Regions from separate parts of the Drosophila melanogaster genome. Here region 1 is linked to region 2. Evidence: chromatin contacts called from public targeted proximity ligation data. All regions are on one chromosome and are shown on one strand. The core of a region is the stretch at or near the end of the contact, and the rest is flanking DNA. Distances in the headings are between cores, read along the strand shown. Region 1 holds the start of t-cup (tetleys-cup). Region 2 holds the start of CG5418.

Evidence for each region.
Region 1: a contact with region 2 is called in a targeted proximity ligation map of the Kc167 cell line, with 5 times the contacts expected there. A contact is called at or near these places in 80 of 107 Hi-C or Micro-C datasets (the Clone 8 cell line, the D17-c3 cell line, the Kc167 cell line and 28 more) and 4 of 7 datasets of targeted methods (the Kc167 cell line and the S2 cell line).

What each region holds. Positions count from the first base shown.
Region 1 is chr2L:12,492,534-12,498,925 of dm6, forward strand. It overlaps t-cup (tetleys-cup), which reads right to left and starts at 4,800. Exons shown (of 1, transcript NM_165014.2): 1 at 4,083-4,800. The coding sequence starts at 4,762. The coding sequence ends at 4,112. All of the region lies in intron 5 of bun (bunched), which reads right to left.
Region 2 is chr2L:12,450,319-12,456,672 of dm6, forward strand. CG5418 reads right to left here and starts at 2,924. Exons shown (of 2, transcript NM_135727.2): 1 at 2,688-2,924; 2 at 1,627-2,585. The coding sequence starts at 2,912. The coding sequence ends at 1,743. Oatp33Eb (Organic anion transporting polypeptide 33Eb) reads left to right here. Exons shown (of 5, transcript NM_135726.3): 4 at 1-811; 5 at 876-1,729. The coding sequence ends at 1,609. It overlaps bun (bunched), which reads right to left. Exons shown (of 7, transcript NM_001042894.2): 7 at 5,222-6,354. It also overlaps the pseudogene CR17024.

The sequences.
Region 1 (6,392 bases), core at 3,550-6,049, 44 kb after region 2:
ATTAAATTTATCTATTAAGATACGCACAGCAGCCGCACACGAGCACTCGAAAGATACAAAGTTGAAATTGCAGACAAATTTAGTGTTTGCCTAGCAGAGGAGCGCCTGCGATAGTCGAGTTTGTTGAATTTGTGTACAAAATGGCAAAACGTGATTCTGCTGTGTATTCTAGAGTTTTTTTTTTGTTGCAAGTTATATTTATGTAATTAACATTTTTTTTAAGTTATGTAAATGCATTAGAATATATAATCAAACGATAATTTAATTTCATTTGTAGTTAAACTTATCTTGGCCACTCACTCTTCTACGCTTGCAAATTAAGTTTTTGAAATTCTTCCACTTTTTGTATAATATATTTGGACTTTTTCCGGACCATTTCTGGCTCCATTCGAATGTGAAAACAAATTAAGCGATCTCCCACCAAGAAAACCGAATGTAAGGCAAAACTCTTGAAACCACCCAAAAATTTATTCCACAATTTGTTTTTGCCGTTTTCCCTCATTTTGTTTTCGCTCGCGTCTTATTTTTAGACGAATTCGATTTAGACAAATTGTGCGTGCGATCGCCAACTACATAGATAGGCAGATAGATAGATAGATTTGTATCTCAATCGTAAGTATATAGAAATCCCAACGCGGTTCGGTAAATAAATAACCAAAAGAATTCACAATCAGTCAGTAACAAGGTCAGGGTACCGAGCCATCGACATTTGAAATCGACAACGAAAATGAACAGCGGCAACAATTAACGCGCGTCATCAACACTCGACGCGTATCCGTAAGATACAAATAGCGACAGATAGATAGATAGACAGAAACGCGGGACGGATGGAGAGCCGAGCTGCTACTTAAACTATAGCAAATTGTTTAAACAAATACTATTCGGTCTTTACTCTTTCGTTGATCTTCGGTTGTAACTTTTTGTTGGTGAACAACCTTTGTTGCTCGCGTTTGCGTCTCACGCCGGCGACAAGTTTTTGTTTACTGAATTCGAACCAAAAACTGAATTTTACGCAATATCCAAAAACGACCAGCGGAATACGAACAAAAAAAAAAAAAGAAAAGGCAGCGACGTCGACAGTGGTGGCTGCGCTCAACGCTAGCAATAAAATTATTTTCAAAAATACATTTTTTTCTGCGTTTCTTCGCTCTTTAGTTTTGGGAAGACGACGGCGACGAAAGCGCCGAATAATAGGCGAGAAACAAAATTTACACACACGACCGGAGCCGAAGCTATTTTTTTTTATATTTTATTTCACTTTTTTTTTTTTATTTGGAGCACCGATGAACGATAAGGGGGAAAAAAACACCATACTCGACAGGCGAAAAAAACAAAGTAGATTACATCGGAGAACCGTCGTGTGCCCCTTATCAAATATAACTCTATCTAATCGCCGTCTGATAATTAGCATTGAGTGATAGGTGGGTGTAGAGAAAAAGTGAGGAATCCAATGGAAGCAGAGGAACTGGATGGAAGTTTCTTAGAGGAAGCGAGCTAGGAAACAAAACACGTGGAAGCTGCTTTCAAAAAATTCAATTCAATTGATGCAACGTGCTAATCACTTGCTTACTACAAGAATATATATGGCTAAATGCAGTTTAAAAACATGTTTTGTCCTCAGCTGAATCTGCATTACCGAATCTTAACTGAAGATATAACTTATCACCAATATTGCCGCTTCTAAAAACAATATTTTCAGTGTAAATTATTCGCTCTCCTCACGATTCGCCGCCTTTGAGACAACTTTATCTTGCCAAAACATTATCAGCCAGTCAATAAATGGGTCTTAATGTGTCTTAAAATTTAAAGTCTCGGTTGGTTTCAAGAATATAAAGCCCATATGTAAATGAGTCTGATAAGAAAGACAAGCAAAAAATCAATTAATAATACGCTTTGCAAATGAAAAGGAAATAGAACTGATAACATTCAATTTGTATTGAAGTAACCGCCAATTCAAAGATCGCCGTTTTTAAACTTGAAAAAGAATGCAAAATGACTTTAATAAAATGATATTCAATGAATTTATCTAATAGATACTTTCTATACTAATCTATCTATACTAATAGATACTTTCCAATCACGATTACTGAACTCTACCTCAACAGAATTAACATAAGAACTAATCACTGACGTCACACAAAACAAACAATGGCTATCAACTGACAGGAAAAGCGTGTGCACTTTGATTATAAGCCACTCGATTAACCAACTCTAACCAAATAAATATGGAAATGCGAAAAGTCAAATGCAAATACAAAATGCCTGGGCAGCACACATGTTCAAATGACTTATCGAATGTTCTGTATGATCATCTGACTGAACACCGATTTCATGGCAAATTATGAACAGGCAAAGGAATACGATTTCATAACCCATGCTGCAAATTGCAGGGGAGACCAAGAAAATTAGAGGAAATAGGTTGCGACAAGTGACGAGTTAGCGTGAAATTTATAGCCAACAACAGTCCGCGTCTGAGTGAAAGAAAAGTCAGAGAAAAGCGATGCAAAGGAAAAAATGCAAACGATACAGTTTTGCTTTCTGATTTAAGCAAATTACAGCAGCTGGCCACCTGCGCGTATACGTAATGTGAATTTATTGGCTCATTAGAGTTGAGCAAACGTTAAAGCGTCGCGGCAAAAATAGTTTGCAGCTAAAGCAAAATTTATGCTTGGTATATTTTTTGTGCGCTGCCTTCGTTCACCAAAACTCATCTATATCTATCTATATTAAAGTGTATTATATATGAATGCAAACAGTCGTACAACACATGTCTAATTGGCGTTTAATTGCAGTTGCTTGAAAGTCATTGCGACTGGACAGCTGTCAGTTGAACGTTCTCATCAAGGAAACTCTTATCGCCGAGCTGATAATTTATATAGTCGAGCGATAAGCCCGGCATTATTCGGTATTGTTTAGTCATATTCTAAATATAGGACATTACTCAACGTTAGGCAATATGAGATGATTTTGGATACGGGAAAGGAAGTATTTGAGAAAGATAAGGATTTTATTTTAACGAAAAAAAAAAATTATAATAACAACCTATTTTTATTATTAATTGCTTTATGTTCAACTGCCTAATTAACCCCGTTTAACTTACTGACTTTTGCGTTGGGTTGAAATGAAAACACGCTTACCTGAAACGAAAATGCAAAAATAAACATCAATTAATTAGGTGAAATCCAATTCCAATCAATTTCAAGTACTTATGCCTAGGCAAATAATTAATTTTTAAATGATTGAAAGAGCTGTCCATTCGAAAACGACGCAAAAGGTCGTCGCCGCAGTCGAAAATGAAGACGAAAATAATATAAAGCAAAATGCGAAAAAAAAACTGACTTAATTAATTGTCGTAATCATGGTATAGCAACAAATTAAGTGCATGGGTAACTGTAAAAATAAATTTCAGCAATTTTAAAGAGCTAGCTTCCTGCCAAAAGACGTCACCACGAGTGCAAGCAATTTGTTGGCCAACAGAAGACCACACCCAAGTGCCCACCAAGAAAATGAAAAGGGAAATGGCATCAATTTTCGCGTGGTTGGCCAATTTTGGCAAAAAAAAAAAAAAAAAAAAAATGCACCAACCGTGTGGGTGTTGATGGCTAAAATATAAGCACACAAGTCTATCGTTCTTTTCTCGACTCAGAATATTCTTTTGTCAGCCTGTTGGCAGGTGGATGCCACATGGGGATGAGTCAAATACGGAATAGGTTCCGCCTTTTAATTGAAACGCTTTGCCTAATTTGGCACTTAATGTCAAGTATCGCCGAAAATAGGTGAAGATATTTTGAGGAACTTGCTTCACTGCAATTTCTTAGAAATTTAATGAATAATTAAATGTGGGCTAACAAAACATCAAACGTAACGTGACAAATTCAAATTGAATACAGAAATTTCTAAACAAACTATTTGATTTTGCACGTATTTCTAGCTAAGTTTGCGTGTTAAACAATTAAAAAAGCAATTTAAAACGGTTCCATTTAATCTGTTATAAAACTGCAAATTATTGCTTGATAGTTTAATTATCATTTAAAATGATTACATTTTGATTGTCCCCGTTTAATTCTGAACCATTTAATTTTGTTATAGCGAAATTTTATAATTTTCATTTCTAACAATCGGAAATTTGCGCATGGATAAGAATTTTGGAATTGGATTCTTCTAAACATTTCTGTGATTTGGTTTCCGATGGCAATGTTTCGGCAGTTAAAACTGATTTCATTGACTTTTCATTAGCTTTGATGGGTTCTATCATGTCCTCCTCAGTTTCCTCCATTACATCTACATCATGATTTTCAATTTTTCCCATAAGAGGATTGCCCTGCTCATCGATGACTTCACCGACACATGAATAATTCGTTTCCAGTATGGATTCCCAACGATCCACATAGTTGATCTCCGAATTGTGCGTGTCCATTATTGATTTGAGATAATTCGTAAAATCCCTGCCAGCTACATGAGATAGGGTGCCGGTTAAACCGAATTCCTCGAAATCACTGGATACATCGTAGATCTTTCCCCTTAGCGCCACCAGTATTCTGCCATCACTTCGTGTCCCATCGAATCCCAACAACTGATCCAGATTCAATTTGATTGGCGGCAAATCGGGTAGATTGGTAGCCAGTAATTTCGAAACAGTCAGTTCATTTCGCTCCTCATTTACATAATAATGCCAATAGGCATACAAATATACCAAGACGGACGCAAGGACTGTCAACACAATGTTGACCGTAAAACCGAAAGCACTTAACTCCCCATCCATATTAAATTTTTGTATCTGTGTTTAGCCAAAGTTTTAATAATTGTAAGTCGAAATTTGTATCTGACTGAACTAGTTTTTAGAAATAACGCTCAATGCCAATTAGGATTCTTCGAAATGTTATTCTGAAATACTGGTGTGAGTAAAAATGGCTTTTGATTCCCATAGATTGGTATCAGTTTAAAAACAAATTTTAAATTGAGCGAAATCTAAAATGTGTTTATCAAATCTTCAATATGATTGTAAAATTGTTATAGAAAAATAGGCCCATTCCCATCTAGCTCTTATTCGCCCTACTATATTTCCATACTTTATCTGTCAATACCTCAATACCTTGTTTTTCTGCCGCTGCCCTCGAAAATATCAAATGGCTGGCTGGCTGTTATCAAACAAACGGAATACTCGCAGTCATATCATTCGCGGTGCCAGGGCAGGTGATAATGTCAGCAAGTGTATCAGGAGCACAGAAATTGGAGCACAGTCCCCCGAGTCGGGCAGTCAGCACAAAAGCAGGTTGAACACAGTTTTCTTATATTATCAGTTGATTAAATATGAATTATATGAACAAATAAAGGCGCAAACACTGGCATGCACAAGTGTGTGTGTGCCACGAAAAAAGATAAGCGCCGGCATACAAAACAAAAAAAAAGTTTAAAACAATATTACTGATACAGGGTGTTGCAAAAAAAAAAAAAGATGAATACCAAAATATGCTTAAAAAATTATAAACTCTTAATGCAAGGGTGCTAATCAGTATTTGTTTACATAGGTCTGTGTATTAATTACACAAATTTCTGACGTTTTATATGTTGTCAAAAGGTGTTAACAGCATTTTTTCAATAAAATGAAAGCTAAATATTTTTGTGTTTTGTTTAAACTACTGAAGAAGTGTTAATTATTAAATTAAAATGTGTTTAGTAATTTTTTTCTGATTCAATGCAGACAATTAAAAATTGTAAAAAATGTATTCATAATATTTTGCTTGGCAAATTGTCTTTTTTCTCACTATGTATTCGAAATGAATGAAATCAAATAGCATTATTTATGAAATTATATGGTCATTTTAGTTCTTTAATTGGCATTTAATTAAAAAATATATATATATATCATATATGCATGTTTAATTTAAATGTATCATAGTTATATATAACTTTTAACTAAGCGTCAAAATGCAATTTTCTAGAGAAACTTGTCTTGAGTGTTTCACAACCTGCCGCTTCTTATTTACTTACCCGATGAAATCTTTGATAAAACAATAAACCTTAAATAAGCCGCGATCATTATTGAGTAAATATTCGGGCTGTATAACTGCAGCGGGCATTATGAGATTGGATTGTGTTTGCTGCTGTTGTTGCTGTTGGTGGTGAAGCATTTGTTGTTGCTGCAGCGTGGATTCGCTGCCGGCGATGTTGTTGTTGTTGCTGCTGCTGCTGGTCGTCGCCATATTGGCAGCCATTTTGTTGGCTAACGCCGCCATTTTGTTGCTACTGTTGCCGCCATGCTGGCAACGCTTATGTTCATGCAACTGTTGTTGTTCTGTCGTTTAGCAGTTATCGTTGTTGTTTAATCAAAGTTAGTAGTGCTGTTTAGCAGCGCAACGCCATTGTTTTGCTTTGGGCCAAATTCGTATATA
Region 2 (6,354 bases), core at 1,674-4,173:
TTTTGGCCATCTCTGAAGAGGCTATTCAATAACCGCCTACTGATGTTCAATCTGTTGAGCATCATGTGCGTGCAGAGTGCAGTCGTGAACTATGGCCTCCAGGAGGAGAGCTATCTGCAGAGCAGATTCTTTTTGCCCTACAACGAACAGGATGGCTTGGCGGCAGAGTGGAGATCGGCATTCGTTTCCTATTTCCTCAAGCCGCCAGTTATGGCATTGGGAATGCTGATAAGTGGCCTGGTCATCTCGAAGGCCAAGTTATCTGCTCGTAAAATCACCGGTATAAACATAGCCCTCAGTATACATCTGGTAGCGATTTTCATCGGCCTGATCTTTGTCCAGTGCGATGTGGGCGCCATTGCTGGTGTGGAGGGTGGTAAGCTAAAACAGCCCTATTGCTCCAGTCAGTGCCTATGCACACCCACTGCCTTCATGCCCGTGTGTCCGGAAAACAGTTCCGTCACCTACTTCTCGCCCTGCTACGCGGGTTGCACCAAAAAGACCACCATCAATAGCTTTCAGTTGTTCGAGGGCTGCAGCTGCAGCGGGGATCAGTCCTTGAATTCCACTGGTCAGATGAGGGCAACCGCTGGAGCTTGCAGCTCCGACAATTGCCAGAGTGCCATCATCATCTTCCAGATCATGAGCATTTCGGTGGCATTTCTAATGGGCGTCGGAGCCATAGGAAAGACGTTGATCACACTGCGAGCTGTCCTGCCACAGGATAAGTCATTGGCCCTGGCCTTTGAACTAATGATCGTGGGCCTTTTCGCCTATGTTCCAGTGCATCTCAGCTACGACATTGTCACCCGTGAGTGGAATTTAAAAATTGAACTTAAATATAGTCTAAGCTACATAAACTTTCTTTTGATTAGGTACAACCTGCGTTTACTGGGCACCCAACTACGAGCGCTGTCTGCTGCGAGAAACGCCGAAGCATGGCAACATCCTCGATATTCTCACAGCCTCATTGATCCTGGCCAGTGTGCTTTTCGACATACTCGTATACATATTCGCCAAAGGACTCAATCTTTACAACTGCAAGGTGACGGACAATAATTACACACCCTCTCTGTACGCACCAATTCCGCATGAGGATGCGACAACGTCGCCCAGTGCTCCACGTGGAGGAAGTCCAGTAACCACCACCACCACCTCATCGCCCATTCAACGCAGAGATGCCGCTCCAGAACCACGGACAGAGACAGCGGTATTCAGGAATCCCAGTTCGGTGACTACTTCATCGGGTGGAGCACAGAGCATTGTGGAGCCCAGTGAGAGTGGGGTCACCTATGCACAAGTGGTCTTTCCACCAGACAGACGTAAGCCAGATGATGGTAGCACCAGTCCCAAGCGGTTGGCCGTCCCAGCGAACGTACCATTGCATCTGCTCTCCGAGTCGGACGTTCGCAGCCAGTTGGGCAACCTGAAGTCCTTCAATCCTCCCAAACAGGAGGCGGACAGGGGTCTAGACACTGTAGACACCGACGATGTGGTGGTCACCCAACCGCAGGTCCAAGCTGTGCTTCCGATAACCAGAGACCTTCATCCAAACCATCAACCGCAACCTGAGAGTCCGAGGCCACAGAGCCCAGAAACGGACTTCTAAAAGGGGTCACACAAAGTATTCTAATATGTTTTTATTACATTCGTAAACTTAAGATCGATCCAATGTGCCAAGACAAATCATAAGAACAATTAAAGTTATTCTTCATTTCATTTAAAAAGCAAATAATTGTATCTTAAAGATTATTACGTTGTTCCTGCTCGCAGAGCTCTGTGATATCTACGCCCGGAAGGAATCCCGTCCAGGACATAATAGTGCGAAATGGTTCTCTATTGAGATGTGTTATGATCCGCACATTGCTCTTTTTCCCATGGATAGCATCCACACGGCGACCTCGCAGATGATCCAGTACCATCTGGCCACGGGTGTGGACTCCGGCCAACTCCACTGTGGCATGGTAATCCAACTGCTCGGCAATCATCGCCTTTGGGAAGATATAGGCTGCTGCAAGAGCGGCATCGGGATTAATCCAATGCTTTATGTCACGTGGCACCAACATGGATCGCTCCACCCTGGACAAAAGCTCGACTAGGGGATGGTCTACAGAGCCCAAGACATCCAGCCGCCAGTCAAGTGACAGATTGAAGTCGTCATCAATGCTGGGTTCCCAGGGAAGAATAACAGCTGGCACCTTCAAACGCTCCAATGTTGTATGCGCCGCCTCCGGATCCATCATAAAATTGAACTCTGCACACTTCATGATATTTCCGCGACCATATATATTTCCACCCATTATAAATATTCCACCGATTTTGTCCAAAAAATCATCGCCATATAGATTAATGCAGCTGGCAAAATTAGTTAGTGGCCCGCAAAGTAGAAAGTCAACTTGTTTTGGATATTGACACACTAGCCGATACATGGCATTCACGGCGTGCTCCTGCTGCAGTTGCTCCTGCAGATCACTCACATCTGGGTAGCCGCCAATGTCATTAAGGCCGTCAGTGCCGTGGAAGCGGGAAATGTCCAACCATGTCCGAGTTACAATGGGATTGGCACAGCCCCTGAAAACTGGCACCTGCGATACGCATAAAGTAGTGGAAAATCAATATAAGCTCTAAAGATCTTTGGCCAAAATAGTCGTGCCCTAATTTAAAAATTTTATTTGCTAGAAACTTACATCACGCCTTTCCAATAATCGAAGTATTTTTAGGGCGTTCTGGGCTCCATTCACCACATCCGTATTGCCCTGTACACAAGTAATCGCAATCAGCTTGTACCGCCTCCCACTCGCCAAGGACAATTGTTCTCCACGCAGTAGGAGAGCCAAAGCCCAGGCGTCGTCCGTTCCAATGTCGCAGTCGAAGACCACTAAGCGCTCCAACTTTCTTGTATCGTTCTCCATGCCTATGGAATACCACACTCATAATCACTCGCTTTTTATACGTTTTGCGGTTACTTATAAATAAAAAAATACAAATCGGTATCATAGAATATCTAACCTAATTATGTATGTTCTTTAGTGAACAAGTAAGTATAGGATTATTAAGTATATATTTTCATAATTTCACAATCATAAGCCACGTTTGTTAGTTTGGCCTGAAGTCAGCCTATTGGCCCCTCTGTATAAACGTTAATATCTCTGAAATAGAATTTTCCAATATTTTTGGCTTTTATAATTTTCAAGATTATACTGATTAGAAATAAAAGAAACTTATGTTGCTCGTTTATGATTATCAAGCGCTCGATTATCACACGATTAGTTTTATGACCTTATAAATGTGATTAAATTGCTTAAGTTCGTTTATAATAGTAGCTCTTAAAGTGAATTTAGATTCAGTTTTTATTTGCCAACCATGTCAATCACAACCATTGGAGGCTACCAATTGGGCAAGATCCTGATCGAAGGCAAGACCAAGAAGGTGTACGACCTACCGGATCATCCAGGATTATGTCTGCTGTTGAGCAAGGATCGCATTACAGCTTTTGATGGACTCATGGCCCATGAGCTTCAAGGCAAGGCGGCTATCTCAAATACCACAAATGGACTGGTTTTTAGGCTACTCAATGAGGCGGGAATCCGAACCGCTTACGTGGATCAGTGTGGCGATAACGCTTTTATAGCACGAAAATGCCAGATGGTGCACATAGAGTGGGTGACGCGTCGTTTGGCCACCGGATCTTTTATCAAATTAAATCCGGAAGTGCCCGAAGGATATCGATTTGCACCACCAAAGCAAGAGACTTGCTTCAAGGACGATTCTAGTCACGATCCCCTGTGGTGCGATGAGCAAATTCTCTCCTCGAATTTTGAGTGCAATGGCCTAATAATTGGCGCAGACGAAGTTCAAATAATGCGACGCACTTCACTAGTGGTATTCGAAGTTCTCGAAAGAGCATGGAAAACAAAGAACTGTGCCTTGGTGGACATGAAGGTTGAATTCGGTGTGGACGAAGATGGCAACATATTGCTGGCGGACATAATTGACTCGGATACGTGGCGCATTTGGCCGGCGGGCGACAAACGGCTAATGGTGGACAAAACCGTGTATATAAATTTGGATACAGTAACCGATAGCGATTTGAATACAGTCAAGCGCAATTATTCTTGGGTAATAGAGCAGCTATCGAGCATTGCGCCGCCCCAGGACCATCTGGTGGTAATCCTAGTGAGTAGTGAAATGGATGTGGAACATGGCGAACAGATCGCCACCTGCATTGGATCACTAGGCATGAAAGTGGTGCTCCGAGTGTGTTCTGTTTAGCGAAAATCCCGAAGAAGCGCTCCAAATTCTCCGGACATTCGAGGCGGTGATTAATAATCTGGTATTCGTGACCGTCGACGAGCGATTAAATAGTTTGGCCAACGTGATTTCGGCCAACACCAGTTTTCCGGTGATCAATTGTACGCCCATTCAATCCGACACCATGTTTATGAATATGTGGTCCAACTCGAATCCAACAAGTGATCCGGAGGCAGCTGCTAAGCATGTGGCGTCTTTACTTAGCTTGGGAAATTTTATGATTTGGTCCAAGCTGCGAGTAAATCAGCTAAACAAGCAAATCGCAATCAAAAAGATCGACACAAAGCTGCGTGGCATTCGTCACCCTCCCAAATCATATTGATGTAAAGTATGCGTAGAACCACAACCACTTCAATTTGATCAGGAACTTTTTTTACAATTTGCACAAAAATAAGTGTAATTACAAATAAATACAAAATAAAATGAAACTGAAAGATTTTTCTTTTAGATATTTAATTGTTTAAACATGTGCCACAATCATGGATCGCAGCTTTCTGTTTAGCACAATCAAATTGCACGCAAAAATCAAATGCGAAAAAAAGTTTTGTGGTATTTGAGTAGCCTAACAAAAGGGCTTAGTTTAAATTGTCAAAATAAGTCAATTTTACATCTCGCATGGTTACGAAAATAAAATAACAGTGCATACTTTTCGGCGAAATTTGATTTAAAGCATACATAAAGTCAAGACGTGAACTTTTCGAATTACTATTAGAACATTTTTGTTTTACCTTTTTTGTTAGTGTTGATTAGTATTGCTTAATTTCATTGATTCCCACAGAAAAATTATATATGTGCAATAGTTATACCTTGAAAATTGCGAAGTTTTAAAGTATTCATTTGATTCCATAATAAATTTTCCATTCCCAAAATTGCAGAACGTTTTTGATAAAGTACAAGACAAGAATATTTTGGTTTTCAATATAGTTTTATATTATCCTTTATTTTAATATAGGTTGTTTGCAGTTATTTTGTTTAGATGTATTTTAATTATTTTTGCGCTTACAAACTAATTAATAAATTAATAGTTAGCTTAAAAAGAGGCTTAAGTCGTAAAACTCATAGGAGAAGAACTAAACATGAAACGCATGAAGATGGTTCTCTGAATTGAATACAAAAATCATAAAGGGAAATACTTTTCAACAGAATTACTGTGTTCGGGGGATGTGACATTAGTCTGTCCTGTCCGTCCGTCTATCTGATTTGTCTGTCCATTGGTGTTTGCCCTGTAGACAGCTAGTTTTCGGCACTTGGAGTTGGAGTATCATATTTGGTTTTAATCCCTTTTCATTTTGGATGATAATTTTCTTGTTTAATCCACGCTAGCCTTAGACAATTTGCGTCTCCGCAGGCTGCATTTTGTGTTCTCTGGGGCAGAATCGTGTGCCCTGCCCCAAAAACGAGTGAGTGCACTTTGGCATTGCAAAACTGGGCGTCTACAGGGCGGCCAACTTCGGACAGGGACAACTCTGGGAGGCGGGAGACCTCTTTGGAGATTGGTCCGTTTTTTTTACTGCTGCAGCAGTTCTGGATCTTTTTGTGGTTTTATCTTGTGGTCTTGTCGGTCTAAGAGTGCGGGTTGTGAAACGCAATAGTTAATGTGTAGAAAATCCTATAACAGATTTCGTATGAACATTAAGGAATTTTCCAACTAAGAGTAATCCAAAATTATCGACTAAATAATTTTAACAAAAAATAGGACGAGTTTGTCTTCATCTTACAATTTTAGCTTTTCCATCATGTTGATTTTGTGTGATTTAAATTTTTGTTGCAATGTATCTTCCTCGTCGGCGACTTTCGAAGTTTGTTCTCAATTTTAGTTTTTAGTTTTACACAATATTTACAGATATTTTTGGGTTTTTTGTTTGCAGATAGTTTTTAGAGTTTAACAAACAATTTTGATAAGCTTTCTTTTTCTGTTTGGCTGTTGTTTTCTTTCTTTTTTTTTTTGAATAGCTATACAATCTTTGAAATATAGCTTGAGAATATGCTAGAATTACTATAATTTACTACTTTTTTTTTTTGTTATCCATTGTTTAATTTGAA